2 separate regions of the Anas platyrhynchos genome follow, and region 2 is linked to region 1. The links are chromatin contacts, called in public Hi-C maps. All regions are on one chromosome and are shown on one strand. The core of a region is the stretch at or near the end of the contact, and the rest is flanking DNA. Distances in the headings are between cores, read along the strand shown.

Region 1 (3,040 bases), core at 242-2,741:
ATCTTTGGTTCCAGAGAGGAGTCATTTTCTCCACCGTTTGTGGAGAAATATTTCCCAAGGCTGACTCAATCGCAGGGCTCGCCACGTGCTGCCCGGTTTGGGGGACGTCGGAGGATGCTCAGCGCACAGACCCTGCGCACCAGCTCCTGCACGCGACCAGGCTAAGGTTTATTAAATCTAGGAAAAGTAATGGTAAATAGTGCTGATGCTGGAGTTTCTATTCTGCTGATCGAAACCTATCCAGGTGTAAATGAGCTGTGCCCGGGCAGCCAAAGTAAACCCAGCAGCTTAATAGGAAATCCTACCTCGAGGTGCAGCCGATTCCTAGATAAAAGCAAAGTCAACACAGCAGCGAGAATTTTTCCAAGAAAGGCACGGCTGCTGTCACAGCAGGGGCATGTGTTTGTGTGCAGCAGAGAGACCAAGGGCTGGAAAATCATTGGGAAATGAGCCACGAGAGCCTAAATCCCCAGACTGGTCCTGCTGGGAAGTGCAATGCTGGGGGAGCAGCGAGGGGTCCGCAGGCTTCTGCGGAGAGGTGGCAGCGAGGTGCCCAGCAGCACGGGCACGGGTCAGTCCTGCAGCTGAGAGAAACCAGGGCTCAGAAGTGAGGCTAAAACAAAAGGAGAACAGAGATGAATTTCTGAGCTGTTCCTTACAAGAAATGGATTTATTTTCTTTTTCTCTGTGCCTGTGGGTGATGACTGGGGAAGTAATACTTGTTTTTTAAGAGGTCACCTTGGATGTTTTTAAGGAACATATGAGAAAATCTGGCATGAACTGAGTCACGTCAGCCTCCTCGGCCGGCAACAAAAGCGGAAGTATGAAAATACATGAATAAAGCGACTTGAAAACCCCGCCATAAAAATAATATTTGTCAGCACTAGAACACGACATCCAAGATATTCGAGGAATGCTTGCTTCTCAGAATCAGCCTTTTTCCTCTAACCTGCCAACACGGCAGCAGACCTGTATGCTGGCGCACCCAGGGCGTGATGGTTTCATGCTCCTTAATGGCTTTTTCAGGGCTGGGGGGTTTTGCTTATTAAGAAATGAATAAAGACTTTATTAAAAAGGGGTTTGGGAGAGCGTGAGCCCCTGGGGCTGCACCCGGTGTTTGGCTGCAGCCGGGAGCGAGCTGCACACCGGGAAACCTCGCAGCAGCTCTGGTCCAAATTTGTTTTGGATGATGGAGCTGGGTGAGGAGGAGCGGGCTGGAGCTGTGATGCTGTCATCCCTGCGGGGGCTGGTGTAAATGCTGCTGGGCACAGCATGTGCTGCCTGGCCACAGCCCCGAGGTGGCCGAGGGTCAGCAGAAGGGAGCATCCTCCCTGAAAGGGGTTTTCCCCAGCTAAGCCTCTGTGCAGCCAGCCTCCCCGCGGGGCTCTTTGTAAAAGCCAGCAAGGAGGGACAGTTTCAACACCGGGTTTTGGGAATCCGTGCCTGCAGCTGGGAACTGCCGAGGTGGAACCGCCCCAAATTGCACAACCCAACCCTGGACAGAGCTGGCACCCCGCGGCAATAAAAAGGCGAGGGAGCCCTGCGAGGAGCACAGCCGCTCATCCACCTGCTGCAGAGATGGTGCCGACGACCTCCCTCCTGCTGCTGCTCGGCCTGGCCCTGCTGGCCCCCGGCCTCTCTGCTGAGAAGGTAAGGGGATGGGGACGGTTTGGGGATGGGTTTGGGGGCCTCTTTGCCTGCCTCCTGCCCGGTGCTGAGCGATCTCTGCCCCAGTGCGTGCTGACCGGGCTCTGGATCAACGACCTGGGCTCCAACATGACCATCGGGGCTGTGAACAACAATGGTGAGTTCACCGGCACCTACCACACGGCTGTGACGGCCACGACAAAAGAGATCAAAATATCACCGCTCAGGGGAAACCAGCACAGCAGCAACCAGAAGAGCCAGCCCACCTTCGGCTTCACCGTCAAGTGGAGCTTTTCAGGTTATTCTCCTCGCCCAGCCTCCCTGCGGTGTCCCCGGGGCTTCCCATCCCTCCTTGTGCTGCCCCCAACCCCACCGCTGATGCTGTCCTGCCCTTCCCTGCTGCATCCCTGATGATCCCTGCCTTTGGGCTCCCCGATGTCTCCCCCATCCCCTGCTGTGCCCGCAGTGGGTCCCCATCCCTGCCCCCAGAGCCACCTCCTGGTCCCAGGACCCAAAGGAGGGGCTGGGGCTGAACTCCCTGCTGTCTGCCCATCTCCATGCAGCCCCCGTCCCCTTATCCCTCCCTGCCCCAACGCCACCATCCCCGAGCGAGCTGTCCCCAGGGCCAAGGAGTCCCAGACCTGGCCACACTCCCCTCACCTGCCCTTCCCCGCAGACTCCACCACCGTCTTCACGGGCCAGTGCTTCGTGGATGAGCACGGCAAGGAGATCCTGAAGACCATGTGGCTCCTGCGGTCACACGTCAACAGCATCGATGACGACTGGAAAGCCACCAGGTGAGCCCGGGGCAAAGGTATGGGACCTGGCAGCGATGTGGTGGCCCCGTGCCTCCTGCCTGACGTCTCCTGCTCTGTCCCCACAGGGTCGGCATCAACACCTTCACCCGCCTGCGCAAGCGCTGGGAGTGAGGGTGGCCCCGTGGGGTCCCAGGCCAGTGTCGGTGCTGGGCTGCAGACCCAGCTCCTTCCTCTTCCTTTGCTCCCAATAAAGCTTTGCTGCAAAACATCCTCTGGCTCTTGTCTTCTCACCTCCCGTCTGCCAGGACATCCTCCTGTGGTGTCCCAGTGCCTCTCCCATCTCCTGTGGCCCCCATCCCACGATCACCCCGAGGTCCCCACCACCTCCAGGGGATTCAGGACGCTGCTCAGCCCCACACGAGCTGGGGATAGTGTTGTGGCTGTGCCAGCAGCATGCCCCGTGCCACCCAGTGCGTGCAGGGAGAGCCGTCAGGGACAGTCCCCGGCGAGGACGAGGAGGGGGGGGTCACAGAAATAGCAGGCTCCTGCTGTTCCTCTGCCCGATGGGAACACCATGCGTCTGAAGGGCTCATTCCTGGCATTTTTCTCATCGCTGCCCCTTGTGCCACGGCGTG
Region 2 (3,040 bases), core at 177-2,676, 130 kb after region 1:
GTCCATGTTGCCAACCTAACAACACAAGTCTAATTGGTGCTGCTGCTTTTAAAACTTGTTTCAGTGGTACTATCCTAATTTGTATTCAGCTCTGCAGCAACAATACAACCAGGCTGCGTTTCCACTGTATTTGCAGCCCTGAAGGTCTGCACACTGGCTTCTAGAGGACACTTCAGTTCTATCACAGCGGAGACACTATCCCAGTGTGTAGGAACAGAAGATGTAATAAACTCAGTTTTGGGGGAAGATTAACGCATGTACAGAGCAATATAATTCAAACAGAAGCAAAGTCACTTTCTAAACAGTTTATTTACACAGCAAGTATCAACCATTAGGGCTCCCAGCTTGATTTCCTTCCCTTGCTGAGTATGAAAGCACAGGAAGGGGCAAGTAAACCTCCAGCTTGTGCTGCTGTTGTGACAATTTAAGGCTCGGAATAACCCCTGCAACCTCTTGGGACATCTTCTGCTCCAGTGTGTGTGTGTGTGTAGGGGGTGCCACTCAGGGCACAGCGTGCTGCCTACAGCGGCGTGCCCTCGGGCAGCTGGGGGGCTGCCTGCCTCCGGCTGTCCTCCCTGTAGCCCTTCAGCAGCTGGTTGAGCAGTGTCTTGTCGCTGTCGCGGCGCGGGCGGACGAGCGGCGGGTAGGGGTTCCCCTTCAGCTCGATGACTGCCATCTTGGCGCGGTCCGTGCTGTCGCGGTTGGGGATTTGCAGCAGGCGGGTGTAGCTGCCGGGGTGAGGCTGGAAGCGGGGCGCCAGCACCTTGAACAGCTTGTGGATCAGGTCCTTCTCCTGCGGGGCGGCACGGTCAGCTCTGGGACTGAGAGGGGGACAAAAGGGAGCGGGAGGGGGACACAAAAAGGGAGCGGGGAGGGCACGAAGGGGATGAGGGGCACGAGGAGGGGAAGGGGATGAAGGGAAGGGAAGGGGATGGAGGGAGGGGAAGGGGATGGAGGGAGGGGAAGGGGATGGAGGGAGGGGAAGGGGATGGAGGGAGGGGAAGGGGATGAAGGGGGGTGCCTACCGTCAGCCAGAAATTCGCCATGCGCATAGCTCGCTCGTCAGTGTCCCCCCGCTTGGCGTAGTCGATGAGCTGAGGGGAAACAGCACCCGTTATCGCCTGATAACGCCCGGTGTGTGCCCCCCTCACCCCCCATCCCCGTCCCGTCCCCTCACCCTCTCGGCGTAGCCCCGCATCTCGTCGGCTCGCGCCCAGGGCGCCTCGAGCCGCTCGTGCCGCACCAGCGCCGTCACCAGGTTGCGCAGGAGGTCGAGGCGAGCCCGCGGGCTCGGCCCCAAGCGCCGGTACAGGCGCCCGTGGGAGATGGCGGCCGCCAGCGACAGCCGCATCCCGCCCGCCTGCCCGCCCGACCCGTCGCGGCCCTCTGACGAGATGAACGCTGCGCGCCTGTAGGGGTAATGGCGTCCCTATAGGGGTGGGGGGGCTCTATGGGGCATGGCGGGAGTTGTAGTTCCGAGCACCCGCCGCCATTTTCAGTCTCCGCCTCTGAGGCAGCGCCCAGCCCAGGGGGTGGGCTCTGAGGAGGGGGGAAGAGGAGCTGGCGGGCGCCATGCTCCACCTGGCGGTGCCTGTTTCCATCACAGGGCCGAGATGGGGCTCTGGGGGTTCAAAGCCTTCACGTTTATCCCGCTTTTTCCCCGTTTCCACACACACAAACCCACCGTGTCCTGTGGCACCTCATGCCCCCTCAGCCCTGCTCGTGCCTGGCTCTATGGGCCAGCTCCAAAACAAATCCTCAACTGCAGCTTAATTCCTCCCACTTGTTTCCTCACAGCATCACAGAATCGTCTAGGTTGGAAGAGACCTCCGAGATCACTGAGTCCAACTTCTGACCTAACACTAACCAGTCCTCCACTAACCCGTATCACTAAGCTCTACATCTGAACATCTTTTAAAGACCTCCAAGGATGGTGACTCAACCACTTCCCAGGGCAAAAAACAAAACACAAACAAAAAAACCAACACACCGTGTTTTCGTACGCAAGCGAAAGGATGTGTAACAAAAGCAACTACCAACAGCATAAGAAAAAATATCTTTGTTGTTGAGAATACATCATAAAATCACAATCATTTTATACATATTTTAGTATTTCATATATAAATAAAATGGCCTGTATGGTTATTGGAATGTGTAATAGGAACAAACATATGGATTTTAACGTGAAATTAACAAATTCTTGGACCCCACCTCATCTTCCATTGCTTCTCTGGGGCTTAACATATTAACTCTGAAATACTTCTCGGAAGAACGCTCCTCAAGCTGTGATGCCAACAATAACTCCAGGGATTATTGTAATTCCATTTACAATCACTTTTCCTACCCTTTTCCTGGTTTACCCTGACCATATAGCAATTTCTATGTGTCAGTATTTCAGCTTTGCAAGAAAGACTAATCCTGTATGTACCTGGCACAGTGCTGAAAAGAACATTTTCCAAGCTTTATGACTTTGTTAAACCTATTAACAACCAGTATTTTTCCATCACTACACACTCTTGCAAATGTTTCCATTAAATATATTTCCAATATTAATAAAATAACAAACTCTTTATTATCCTTCTGCTTATAACTTGATGTCTTAACATCAAAATAATATTTCTTTCTAATAAAATTATACATAGCATTTATATGAAACAACGTTGTCATGTGCATGAGCCTAGTAATGACTAGACGTGTAGATATTTCTACATTCTTATTTTGGATTCTTGGGTAGTTATTTTTGGAGCCACAGAATAATAAATAATTTACAAGGTAATGACTTCCCTCTCTCTGGTAACCAGGCTTAAAATTGGAAACGACTCCTCTGGTCTGGCTTTATAAAACTTTGGGTATGCTGAAGAAAACATATTTTTTTTCTATCTGAATGTCTGTATGTATTTCTCTAGAAATTGTAGTGAAACGTTTCTGATACAAAATGTTATGAAAGCTATCATACAATTAATGAGAAATAAAATTATAGAAGTCTACACAAAGATCTTAGCTGGATGCAGACAGAAGGCTGAACATTCCCAGATAGATG

Evidence for each region. A called contact is a pair of places that touch in the nucleus more often than the background predicts.
Region 2: a contact with region 1 is called in a Hi-C map of subcutaneous adipose tissue, with 3 times the contacts expected there. The contact joins the promoter of MRPL17 here to the promoter of LOC113840231 in region 1. A contact is called at or near these places in 2 of 8 Hi-C or Micro-C datasets (liver and subcutaneous adipose tissue).

Annotation. Positions count from the first base shown.
Region 1 is chrZ:10,795,448-10,798,487 of IASCAAS_PekinDuck_T2T, forward strand. It overlaps LOC113840231 (avidin-like), which reads left to right and starts at 1,492. Exons shown (of 4, transcript XM_027446837.2): 1 at 1,492-1,650; 2 at 1,735-1,945; 3 at 2,324-2,444; 4 at 2,531-2,673. The coding sequence starts at 1,579. The coding sequence ends at 2,576.
Region 2 is chrZ:10,924,582-10,927,621 of IASCAAS_PekinDuck_T2T, forward strand. MRPL17 (mitochondrial ribosomal protein L17) reads right to left here and starts at 1,427. Exons shown (of 3, transcript XM_027446381.3): 1 at 1,178-1,427; 2 at 1,026-1,094; 3 at 291-793. The coding sequence starts at 1,351. The coding sequence ends at 521.